Regions from separate parts of the Sus scrofa genome. Here region 1 is linked to region 2. Evidence: chromatin contacts called from public HiChIP or PLAC-seq data. All regions are on one chromosome and are shown on one strand. The core of a region is the stretch at or near the end of the contact, and the rest is flanking DNA. Distances in the headings are between cores, read along the strand shown.

What was found. HiChIP or PLAC-seq counts read pairs in DNA pulled down with a chosen protein or histone mark.
Region 1: an H3K27ac HiChIP or PLAC-seq map of skeletal muscle shows a contact between it and region 2. The contact joins the promoter of GLRX5 here to the enhancer-like site in region 2. A contact is called at or near these places in 5 of 5 promoter capture datasets (fetal liver, fetal skeletal muscle, liver and 1 more), 32 of 47 Hi-C or Micro-C datasets (adipose tissue, alveolar macrophages, blood and 16 more) and 2 of 2 datasets of contacts at active chromatin or transcription factors (alveolar macrophages and skeletal muscle).

The regions. Positions count from the first base shown.
Region 1 is chr7:116,785,356-116,791,739 of Sscrofa11.1, forward strand. It overlaps GLRX5 (glutaredoxin-related protein 5, mitochondrial), which reads left to right and starts at 1,991. Exons shown (of 2, transcript XM_001928993.6): 1 at 1,991-2,410. The coding sequence starts at 2,125. It overlaps LOC100525590 (a long non-coding RNA gene), which reads right to left and starts at 1,745. Exons shown (of 3, transcript XR_116071.3): 1 at 1,625-1,745; 2 at 1,131-1,343.
Region 2 is chr7:116,681,208-116,687,258 of Sscrofa11.1, forward strand. SYNE3 (nesprin-3) reads right to left here. Exons shown (of 20, transcript XM_003128709.4): 18 at 3,676-3,825; 19 at 2,330-2,368. Among named protein-coding and RNA genes, the nearest start is that of SYNE3, 86 kb to the right of the region's middle. Within about 2 kb of position 2,049, at least 7 of the 83 cell types and tissues checked have an H3K27ac peak or open chromatin away from gene starts, as enhancers often do. A contact at or near this core is called in liver and skeletal muscle, where this site is marked.

The sequences.
Region 1 (6,384 bases), core at 741-3,240, 100 kb after region 2:
AATTTTCCGATGTTTAAATGGGAGTGCCTCCGAAGCAGATCACCTCCAGCAACAACTTATAAACTACTTTAAATTAAAAAAAAATAATGTGAGGGGCGGGGGAGGGATGGAGTGGGAATTTGAGATTAGCAGCTGCTAACTAGTATGCATAGAATGGATAAACAACAAGGTCCTGCTATATAGCACAGGCAACTCTATTCAATATCCTGTGATAAGCCATAATGGAAAAGAATATATATGTATAAATGAATCACTTTGATGTACAGCAGAAATTAACACAACATTGTAGATCAACTACATTTCAGTAACAAAAAAAAAAAAATTTTTTTTCTTTTTTTTTGGTCTTTTTAGGGCCGAATCCGCAGTATATGGAGGTTCCAGGCTAGGGATCGAATCCTAGCTGTAGCCCCTGGCCTACACCACAGCCACAGCAACACCAGATCCGAGCTGGTCTGCGACCTACACCACAGCTCTCATGGCAACCGGGATTCCTTAGCCCACTGAGCAAGGCCAGGGATCAAACCTGCGTCGTCATGGATGCTAGGGCGATTCGTTTCCGCTTAGTCACAACAGAAACTCCTAAAATAATTTTTAAAAAAAGTAACTTGTAGCAGTACTTAGTGTCCAACAGAAACCACTCCATCTGTTAAACAATATCTGACTGCAAAAAGCTGCTCTTACTGTCGGTTGATAGATAACGGCACTGGCACAGCCATTATCACCGTGGCAACAGTACCCAGGAACTATCAGAGGAAAATTGCACATCGTACTGCTGGCTCTTGAGCAGTTATGCCTCAGCTTCCTCTGAGTCTGCTTTCTCTGCAAGTCTGGTGTGCTCTAGGGTACCACCAACCCTGGGCGGCTCCAAGACTACAGATCACTTGGCGATGTCGCTGAGCCCCGCTCTCCCGGGAATCGTTCTTTCCACCAATATGTGCACCCGCCACGTTCCAAGCACTGTTCTAGGTACTGAGAATACAGCAGTGAATGAAGTCGAGGGTCCGGGAGAGAAGTCAACAAACAAGTTAGCAAACACGTGTCAAGGTGTAATAAGCACAATGGAGACTAGAGAAAGCAGTGGGTCTAAGGAAACTGCCTTTCCCTCCTCTGCACCCCACATTGCTTTGTACCTGCTTCTCATTTCTCAAGCTTTGGGCACAGGTCTCTCTGGAGGTCCCGCACCGGCCCCGTGCCTTGCACGCCACAGCTGCGCAGAAAACGTCTGTCGAACGAGCCAATTCCCTTCTTAGCTCCCGGTTCAACAAACCCTTCCTGGGCCCAGGCCCAGGGGCTTAAGTAGGCCGGAAAGTCAGCGAAGCCCCGATCACACAGACGAGAGCGCTCTACAGTGTTTTAAAATAAAAGCTGTTTTAGTGAAGTAATCGCGGCCCATGGGCGGAAACCAGGCCTCCGCTCTCACATGGGCGGCGGGACCGCGAGAGGCTCCGAGGCACAGGGCCAGGTCGGACGCGGTAGCCCTCGGCAGGCCTGGCCGCCAGAGCCCGGCTTGGTCCACGCTCCCGCCGCGAACGGCTGCGGCATTACAGACGCTCCGGGCCGCTCTCCTAGACCCAGACCTACTCCAGCGCCGCTACCACCCTTACGGCAAGAACCAGGCACCTACCAACCGCGCTGCCGTAGCAACGCAACCAGCCAGACACTGCACCGGAACCGGAACCTCCATCTGGCAGTGACCCCCCTTCCCCGACATCCTCGGAACGGCGAAACCCCGCCCAGTGCGTCCCACTCACCCGGAGTATCCCAGCAGGCCCGCCCGCCCTTGGTGGCGAAGTCGTCTTCCCGCTGGTTTCGCCTCTGCTAGTCTCAAGCGTGACCTTGATGGACATGCACTCTCTCCAATCAACTGATAGAGAGGTTGCCAACCGCCAATGGTAAGGCGTCAAGCTAAGGACCTCCTCCAAGCTATCGGGGCGGGACAAGTAATATGATTGGTAGAATCCAGTAATTGCCGGCCAGCGTTGTCCAATCACGTAGAGCTATTCGGAGCCGGTCCAATGAGGGTCTCCGGGGGACGGGGCGGGCCGCCGCTGGCCAGGCCCCAGCGAGGCTCCTGCTGTCTAACTCAGGTCCCGAGCTGTCCAGGGCTCCGGCGAGCGTACGGGGATGAGCGCGTCCCTGGGCCGGGCGGCGGCGGCTCTGCTCCGCTGGGGGCGCGGCGTAGGCGGTGGTCTGTGGGTCCCGGGCGTGCGGGCGGCGAGCTCGGGCGGGAGCGGCTCAGCGGAGCATCTGGACACGCTGGTGAAGAAGGACAAGGTGGTGGTCTTCCTCAAGGGGACGCCAGAGCAGCCCCAGTGTGGCTTCAGCAACGCCGTGGTGCAGATCCTGCGGCTGCACGGCGTCCGCGACTACGCGGCCTACAACGTGCTGGACGACCCCCAGCTCCGGCAAGGTCAGGGCCGGCGGGGGCGGGGCTGGGGGGCGACAGGCCGAGGCCTCTCTGCGGGGGGGAGGGTCTCTCCGCCAAGGTCTCTGCGGAGGTTCAAACGGGGTTAGGGCGCGGGCTTCCACTCCGCGTTGGAGGGTCTGGAGTGGGGGCGTGATCACCTTGAACCGGGTCTTGAGGATCTGGGGCCCTGGGCCAACCTGGGCAGTGGGGTAAGTCCTTACTTAGCTGTTCCCCCGAACCTCACTCTGAGCAGAAATAGGCATTCGGGGGCATTCTCTGGGGCTGAGTCCAAGTATCGTGGTCAGCAGCCTCACTCCTCGCTCTGCAGAGCTGGGAAGGTGGGACAAAGAGGGATACAGGGGGAACCACTAAGGAGACACTTTGAAGCCGTGACCTGTCTCGTGGATAAGTGTCCTGTTGATGGTGGAGGGAGGGCCGAGGTTGAGGCCAAGGGGGTCGGAGGCTGGTCTGCTGTGCCTCGAGGCTCGCGGTGTCAGGGACCGGCCACTGTTGTTGCTGCAAGGAGGGGCTTGACACAGCTTTTGGACTGGTCTTAGCCGGGTTCTGGCGTTGTGGGAGAAAAAGATAGGAAATTCGTTTTTAGGTACTCGAGATGGGGGAAAGCTGGGGGCTAGGGCTTGGAGAGGCTTGTAGGGATGGGATGGAGGGATGACTTTTGGGCCCCGGCTAACTCAGGTTTGGGAGCTCCAGGAGCCCAGGGCCAGGCAGATGGAGGAGGGTCTGGGCCTTTTCCCTGGGCCCTGGGGCAAGGTGGAGGGCCTTGGCAGCTAATTAGCGTCTTTCCTGTTGAACTCCAAGCTAAGATCCTTCCCTGCAGTCTTCTGTTTATCTGAGTGAAGGCAGAGAAAGAGGAAGAGACCGGAACCCCTGGGTCTGCCCTTGGCTAGGGTTGATGGTGTTGCTGGAGAAATGGGGAGACGATGCTTGTACCCTCCGAAGGGTGGCCTTTACGTTAGACTTTCAGTGTCTGAGTTCCAGCATCGCCCTCGTATCAGGCTTTTGACAGTGTTCTGGAGGGAGTTTGAGGGCACCAGGTTCTCTGGTGTTCTACAAGGAGAATTCTGCTTTTGAAGTTGTCAATCGTAGACACTCCGACATCAAGGAGCCAGGCCGGTGTCACGGAGAGGCTTTGGGCTAGAGTCCTTCTGCGGCCAGTCAGCCACAGAGCAAGTCACACACGTGCATTTTCCTTCTCAGTAGCAGGAGGATGATGAAACCACACTTGACAACGTTTTTGCGAGGGAAAAAGAGAAAGAAAAACTTTTTCGAAAGTGCCTGTCATCTTTCCTGGCACACAGAAGACACCCATTAAATGGTCTCTGTTTTATTATTAGCACTTTATGTTTTGAAAAGTTCCTCCCCACCCAGGTTATCTGATCCTTAGAGAGCTCTTGGTTTTGGTGGATGGAAAAGAGGAGCGGAGAAGGCAGCTTAGCGTTCCCAGGTATATGTCATTACAGTGTATTGTGCTTATGATCCTCTGTCTTCTTGAAATGCTCCCAGTTGCGGGGTTTTTTTTCAAAGACAGGGTGAGCTGCAGTCTTCAGCTGGCACTGGCGTTCCTGCTTGAAAGATTAGATAGGAGAAACTGCTCTGCAATCTCCCTGCCGGGACCATGCCTGAGGCCCCTTGCAAAAAGTTGTGTTGTTGATATTTTGCTGACAGTAAAGTCTTGAGTGTCTTTGGTGTGTGAATTGCCATTCTGATTCACAGACCCAGAGATGGTCTGACTTTATCATACACCTGAAACATTGTCAGTCAACTACCCTTCACTTTAGAAAGGTTAAAAAATACACCCAGTATGAGGTTGCGGGTTCGGTCCCTGGCCTTGCTCAGTGGGTTACCCATCCGGCGTTGCCGTGAGCTGTGGTGTAGGTTGCAGACGCGGCTCGGATCCCGCGTTGCTGTGGCTCTGGCGTAGGCCGGTGGCTACAGCTCCGATTCGACCCCTAGCCTGGGAACCTCCATATGCCGAGGCAGCGGCCGAAGAAATAGCAAAAAAAAAAGACAAAAAAAAAAAAAAAATACAGCCAGAGATGGGCTATGCTGGAATATGGGCAGTAAACTGAAAATAGGGGCAGGAATGGAGGAGTGTTTACTGAGAGCACTTGGGCGTCTGGCTTCTGGTCTTCTGTTCTTAAGCATTCAAGCAACAGACTTTAATCCTCAAATTTCTTGACCGCTGAGTTGCTCAGATTGTTCCTTTGCTTAGTACACGTGTTGCACATAAACTGAACCTAACACTAGTCTTCGTTGCTTAGAAAGTGTACATTGGTGTACGTATTAACCTCCAGACTGGGGCGGGGTGGTGTAAGCGTGTGACCGCAGAAGGGGCTGGTTTCACCAGGGTGAGGCTTTCAACCATTAGGATGCCTCACCTTGCCCTCTGGGCCGTGGAGACCAGCAGGCTGTCTGATGCTTGCTCTTGCCAACTAAAGATATGTCCTTGTGCCTTTCCCAACCCAAGGTCACTTCTAGTAACAGGAGAGGCGTGTCTGCAAAATCAGCCTTTCCTGTTTTCTTGTGCCAGGGGAGGCTGAGCTCTACAAAGGGCCCAAGTCAGCGGAAGACCCGCTGACACCATCTCCTAGTTGTGGGTGCTGGGTTCGAGGTGTGTGATGCGGAGGGGTCTCAGCCTGAGATCGCAGAACAAAGGTGACTGCGAGGCCGCTTCGTGTGTTTCGGCCTTCCTTGAGTTTTTTGGATTTTTTTTTTTCTTTTTTGAAAAATCCGAGGAGGTCCCGTTGTGGCTCAGCGGTAAGCAAGCCCGACTAGTATCCATGAGGACGCAGGTTCAGTCTCTGGCCTCCGATCAGTGGGTTAAAGGATCCGGTGTTGCCATGCGTTGTGGTGTAGGTCGCAGATGCGACTCGGATCTGACATTGTTGTGGCTGTGGTGTAGGCCGGCTGTTGCAGCTCTGCTTTGACCCCCAGCCTGGGAACTTCCATAAGCCAAACGTGCAGCCCTAAAAAGCAAACAAAACAAAACAAAAATATGGAGCACACACAGAAGCCAGAAGCGGAAGGGACAGGGTCCCGGTGGCTGGATGTCACTATATCCCGCTCCCCTCTTTACAAATAATTAGCCCTAACCCTAACCTTTATTTTCAGTTGCAAAAGTTACACCTGCTCATTGAAGAAACTTGGAAAACACTGAAAAATATGAAGAAAATGAAAGTACCTGTAATTCCATATACATCCATAAACCATTATTAACATTCGGATTTAGTTTCTAACAGTTTTTTGGTTTTTTGTTTAGCAGCGTTGCCATCACGTGTAGCTGTATGTAGCATTTTGCCCTCCTGAGAGCCGGGAGCGTGTCTTCTGTGACTCCCTGAACGCCGTGTGTAGTGCTTATGCAAAGCAAGTTCTCACTTGAGTGTTTTAAATGAATAACTGCTTTTTTGTTTATCATTTTCTCATAAACTCTCCTGTGCTCTTAAAAATACTATACACTCCTGGAGTTCCTGCTGTGGCTCCGTAATAGCGAACCTGACTAGTATCCATGAGAACTCGGGTTCGATCCCTGGCTTCACTCAGTGGGTCAGGGATCCGGCATTGCATGAGCTGTGGTGTAGATTGAAGACGTGGCTCAGATCTGGCATTGCTGTGGCTGTGGTGTAGGCCGGCAGCTGTAGCTCTGATTGGAGCCCTAGCCTGGGAACTTCCATATGCCCTGGGTGCAGCCCTTAAAAAAAAAAAAAAAAAAAAAAAACACCCTCGAATTTCTTCCTACTTAGGTCACCATTGTCTTCTTTGCATCACGAGTAGTATCTGTTGAATGAATAATTGTCGTCATTCAACCATGGTTGAATAGTTATTTAGCACTTGAAAATATGCCCCCTGGATGCAGACTTCAGCCCTCCGTGTGCTAGTCTGGTGACATTGGTTAAGTTATTTAATCTCTTTTAGCATTTTTTTCGTCTGTAAAGTAGGGGTAATTACGCATACTTTGT
Region 2 (6,051 bases), core at 799-3,298:
CCGAAGCTGTGCCCGACATCTGCCATAGATAAGATCCACCTTGCAGCTGTAAAGACCACAGGCGCCTGCTGTCCTTGGGCACTCTCTGACCAGAGCAACGCCAGCCCAGCTGGGCGTGTGACCCTCTCTCTCCCATGTCCCCCCACCCCATAGGCTCCATAGGCAGCATGTGCCGCCCACCTGGGCAGACCTTCACTCTTGTGCTACATCTCAAGTAGCTAAACCAGTGCTTGGCACAAAGTCGGCACTCGGTACGTATTTGTGGAATGAATGAATGAGACGATACTGAACACGCGGCTGTGAACACTCCACGTTAACCGGCTCTCAGGCCCCCAGGAGCCTGAGTCGCGCTGCAGGGCTGGTATCAGCCAGTCAGGTGTCCCCCTACTCAAAACCACCAGGGCACCCCCAGACATGACTCCCCGCTGGACTCTGGTCTGGGAGCTACAGGCCAGAGAGGGGCTTAAAGTGCGGGAACTGGAGGCAGCCTGGACACCTGGCCCTGGGCCCCCCAAGTGCCACCAGGAGTCGCAGCCTGGGCAGAGTGGGCCACCCTGCCCTTCCTGAGGTTCTCCCCTATTTCTCAAGAGCCCCTTGTTCTTCTAAATGGGGTGGGGGGCGGTGGACCAGGGCTTTCAGCTCTTCTCTAAAGAATGAATGGTAGGAGTTCCCATCATGGCTCAGCGGAAACGAATCTGACTAGCATCCATGGGGATGAAGGGTCGAACCCTGGCCCCATTCAGTGGGTTAAGAATCTGGCTTTGCTGTGGCTGTTGTGTAGGCCATCAGCTACAGTTCCATTCGACCCCTAGCCTGAGAACCTCCATATGCCCTGGGTGTGGCCTTAAAAAGACAAACAAAAACAAAAACAAAAACATGAACAGTAGGAGTTCCCATTGTGGTTCATTGGAACTGAATCTGACTAGGATCCATGAGGGTGTGGGTTTGATCCCTGGCCTCACTCAGTGGATCAGGGATCTGGCATTGCCATGAGCTGTGGTGTAGGTCACAGATGTGGCTCAGATCTGGCATTGCTGTGGCTGTGGTGTAGGCCGGCAGCTGCAGCTTCAACCGGACCCCTAGCCTGGGAAGTCCACATGCTGCACCTGTGGCTCTAAATTAAAAAAGAAAAGAGAATGAATCGTTCACATGAGCTTCAAAATTTGTTCATGGTATAAAGTCAGCATTGACGGTTCCATTTTACAGATGGGGAAAGTAAGCCGCAGGAGTCAAAGCAACTTGCCCAAGACCTCACGGCTGGTGGCTGCGGGGCTCAGAGCACAGCGCTGGCCTCCTGACTCTGGTTCTCCCCCGCCCCCACTCCAGCCCTGGGACACCACTTGTCCTGTAGATGGAGACACGAATACGAGCTGGAGACCAAGAAGTGCGGGTGTACAGAGGCCTTGGGGACCAGACCACAGCACAAGGGGGCTGGAGGCCCCGGGGCTCTTTGGAACAGAGCCTGCCAGAGGCACACGTCGTCAGGAACCAACACTCGGCAGGACAACCAGCGCTCTCTCAGAAAAGGTGGCACTGGGGATTCAGTTTCCACGGGGCTTTTGCAGAAGTGAAGAGAGCCATCGGGCCCGGGCATGCTTGTTCCAAGGCACAGTGAGGAAGGTAGGCATGGGCTGAGGACTCAGAGGCCAGGGCCCTCTCAGGAGTCCTGTGCCTTCCCTGAATATGTCCCTCCAATCTGGCCATGTCTGGCTTTCCTCATGTATAACACGGCAGCAGTGACACCTCCTGGGTGTCAATGGAACGCCCTAACCACGATTTGGCAGACTCCTGGCACACAGTGAATGATCAACACACAGCATCTAGAGTAATAATTATTATTCCTAATTATTGCTGTGATTACTGCTGCTAGTGTCATTGCTTTGCCCTGCAAGCCCTGCTTGTCACAGAAGGCCGAAGTGGAAACGCGGCTGGTGGAACACAACGGGCACAGCCACCCCCTCCTCTGTGTCCCCCCTGAGCCCCTATGCCGTCTACTACTCAGGTGGCCTGGAACCCTCCAGGGTGCCTGGGACAGTCCTGGTTTAGGCCTGTCATCACAGATAATTATTAACAGGGTCCTGGATATTATCCAGGATGCTCTCATCTCCCAGGCCCTGTCACAGCCAAGTACATTTTGTGTGTCCCCGGGAGTCAGGGCCCTGGAGCCCAGGACAGTGCAACCCAGAGCCAATGCCTCATACACCTTCCTTGGGCCTCACGGAACCTTCCAGAAAGCCCAGGGGTCCTGCCCCAGCGACGCAGCCCCCCCCCCCCCCGCCCCCAGACGCCCTGCCCTCTAGCCGAGCAGAGCAGATGGCAGACGCCGTACCTTTTGGAATCCAGTCGGCTCCCCTGGAGAACTCCCCGTCTGTTATTTTAGGGAAGGAGAGGAAACGGGGAAAAAAACGAAGTTAAGTGAGTGAAACTTAAATCCCAGCAGAGCCTGTAATGGAATATTCATTTTGTCAGGGGAGTGTTTCTTTAAAACTCCTGGTCATCTGGACAGGCTGAACCAGCAGGTGATTCAATTTAATGAGCTTTTTAACGCACTTTGGGCCCAGGTGGGATTCCGTCTGGGAAGGCCTGGGCCAAGGCCACGGGCGCGCCGACCTGGCTGGGGCTGGGCTGACACCTAGTGGCTGACTTGGCTGCTTCGGGGCCAGCAAAGCTGGAGCCCCAGAGCTTGCAGCTCCAGGAGGCCACCCCCCACCCACCCACCCTCTCCTCGGGTGAAACCATGTGCCTCAGTGTCCCTATCAGTTTTCAGGCAATAATAACAGCACCTCCTTTATAAAGCTGTAATGAGGACATAGCATTTAATAAAGGCCGTTATTAATGTGGCTGTTACCATTATTTTGTGTGAGACCCAAGGGCCCAAAGGGAGAAGGTCCTTCCTCAGTGTCACGAAGCAGGTTAGTGGAGGAGGGGCCCTAGATTTTAGGGGTCCCAGCGTCCACTCCAGGGTTCCCACCACCGCGCCTCCAACACCAGGGTGTGTCTGAAGCTGGCTTTGCCCCTTACTAGCCCAGTGAACTTGGCTGAGTTTTTAATTCCTCAGGGTCTCAGCTCCCATCTGCAGGCTGGAGAGGCAATTACTCTGGTCAAGGGCTGCAGGAAGCACTAAATGGCAGTGCTTCCACCACTGACCCACGCAGGCACCAGCAAGTTTTTTTCCTTTGTCTTTTTACAGCTGCACCTGCAGCATATGGAGGTTCCCAGGCTGGGCATTGAATTGGAGCTGCAACTGCCGGCCTACTTCACAGCCACTGCAATACCAGATCCAAGCTGCATCTGCCACCTACACTGCAGCTTGTGACAACACCAGATCTTAAACTCACTGAGTGAGGAGGCCAGGGATCAAACCCTCAGCCTCACAGAGACTATGCCGGGTCCATGACCCGCTGAACCACAACAGGAGCTCCTGGAAACACTAAATGGGACGATACACATGCAGGTTTCAGGTGGGAAGGTAGCAAACCTGTCCTGATTAGCGCTCCTGTCTCTCTGAGTGGCAGGATGGCCAATGACAAATTGCAAGTCAAGTGCCCAGGACCCATGAGGCTCCATGTGCTCTGAGTGTGTCTCAGCCTGGTCTGCAGAGACACAGGGTGGAGTGGATGTGGGCGGAGCTGTGTCTCCCCCGGGGCCTGTTCCCCGTGCATCCTGGGCACCTACCAGCAGGAGGCTGGAGTCCTTGAGTTTGGACTTGTACAGCATCCACCGGTAGCGCAGATCCTCCAGCTCATCCAAAGACCCCCTCGCTGGTCCAAGACGAAGGAGGTTTTCAAAGAGATGCTGACCTTCTGGGACCCGAGCTTCCAGCTCCTAGAGGGAAAAGACAGGCTCGAGGGTAACTTCCAAATGGCCAAGGTGGCCCCACCTGTTGGTCAGGAGGAGCCAGTCAAATGTCACTTAAGAAGCAGCCCACAGGTCACATAAAGTGAGAATCCCTTCCATGCAAATGGAAGCCAAGGCTAGGCAGCTGCTCTCTGGGATGTTAGAGAGTGGACTCCAGTGTGAAAGGGGAGCTGTGGTGTCCACCGCCACGGTCACTTCCAGCTCTGGCAGTCTAGAACCAAGTCCTCCCGTCAGCATCATTACAAAGTTCCCGTTGTGACTCAGCGGTATTGAACCCACCAAGTATCCATGAAGTTGTGGGTTCGATCCCTGGCCTCCGTCAGTGGGTTAAGGATCCGGCATTGCCATGAGCCGTGGTGTAGGTCACAGACATGGCTTGGATCCTGCGTTGCTGTGGCTGTGGTGTAGGTGGGCAGCTGCAGCTCTGATTGGACCCCTAGCCTGGGAACCTCCATATGCCATAGATGCGGCCCTAAAAAGCAAAACAAAACAAAACAAAACAAAACAAAAAACAAAAAAAAAGAGTTACCATCATTATAAAAGCTACTGTTGTTGACCATGTCTCTCTGTTGGCCTTTTTACTCTGGGCAGAGTGATGTTGCGACTGGATGGATTTTTCTATCAAAATACAGTAACTTGTTCCCTAAGATGGCATCGTGGCATCTTGTGTCCTCAGGACTCTTGGGAGGTAGTGATGTGGGGATGCGGGGATGTGGTCTGGGCTCTAAATCTAAGAGCCTGAGCTTAAGTTCTGGCCTGAGGTCCTGGCTCTCTCCCATCCTGCCAGCTTCATGATTCAGGCACACAGCTTAGCTTCTCAGACCCCCCTAGAATAGGGGGTTCCACCCGAGCAAGGGAGCTTCCCCTGGGGAACTAAGTCACCTCTGATGTGCCTCAAGCCGGGTGGTGGTGGCAGGAGATGAAAGGAATGGCTGCATAGGAGGAAGGACACAGGGAGGAAGGACTTTGGCCAACTAGGTAATGGGAATTAAAGCTCTCGCCGAGGACAAAATATTAGAAACATCTTTAAGGCTTCAAAGAGTGAACAAAAGAGTGAGGCCAAACCAGGGAAAGGTTAAGATCCAGAGAAGTAAGCCTGGTGTCCAGACCCACTTTTGCCCGTAGGGCATTTGCCAGTCTGCACCAAGCAGCTGTGAAACACATCAGCCTCGCGGGGCTCGGGAGACAAGGTCAAAGTCTGGACCCTGCAGAGGTGAAGCCTCTGGAGAAGCATCTCCTCTGGCTGACACACCTCAAGGGGAATCAGAAGTCACCTCAGACCTTGTTTGGGGTTGCAGCCCAGCTCTAAGTCATTTCAGGGGTCTAGGAAGCCTCACATTTTGAAATTGGATTCAGTGGTTCCAGAATGATAAAGTCCTGGCTTGCCTGGCCGTCACAAACAGCCCTCTCTGGAGAACAGATTACCCTAAATCTCCAATTACTCTTATACGTATTTGTCAAGGACAAAGTCCAGCACACACTCAAAGCAGCCACACCCAGATACAAGACACCAAGAACAAGAAGAGGCAGACACAATACTTGACATTCCTAAAATGATGTGAGAGGCAATTATTACACACCCTGTGATAACAACTGTGTCTACTGTGTTCAAAGAAGTAAAAGACAAGCCTAGGAGTTCCCGCTGTGGCACAGTAGGTTAAGGACCTGGCATTGCTGCAGCTGTGGTGTAGGTCACAGCTGAGGCTCAGATTGGATCCCCTGCCCAGGAACTTCCCATATGCCCTGGGTGCAGCCGAAAAAAAAAAAAAAATGATAAACCTAAAAATTTCAGCAAGGACCCAGAAGCTATAAAAAATGGCAGAGAAGATTTTTTTAAAAAACCGAGTAGAATTTCTAGAACAGATAAATACAATATGCAAAGTTAAGAACATAGCACATACAATAGCAAATGAGACACAGCTAAATCAAGTGGAAGATTGGCTAGGAAAAAACTACCTAGAAGACAATATGAAAAGATAAGAGGATGAAAAAACATACAAGGCAGGGTAAAGCATGTATGAGAAGAAATAACGTATGTTTATTTAAAAAAAAAATTTTTTTTTCTTTTTAGGGCTGCACCCATGGCATATGGAGGTTCCCAGGCTAGGGGTCCAATCAGAGATGTAGCTGCTGGCCTACACCACAGCCACAGCAACGCCAGATCCGAGCCGTGTCTGCGACCCACACCACAGC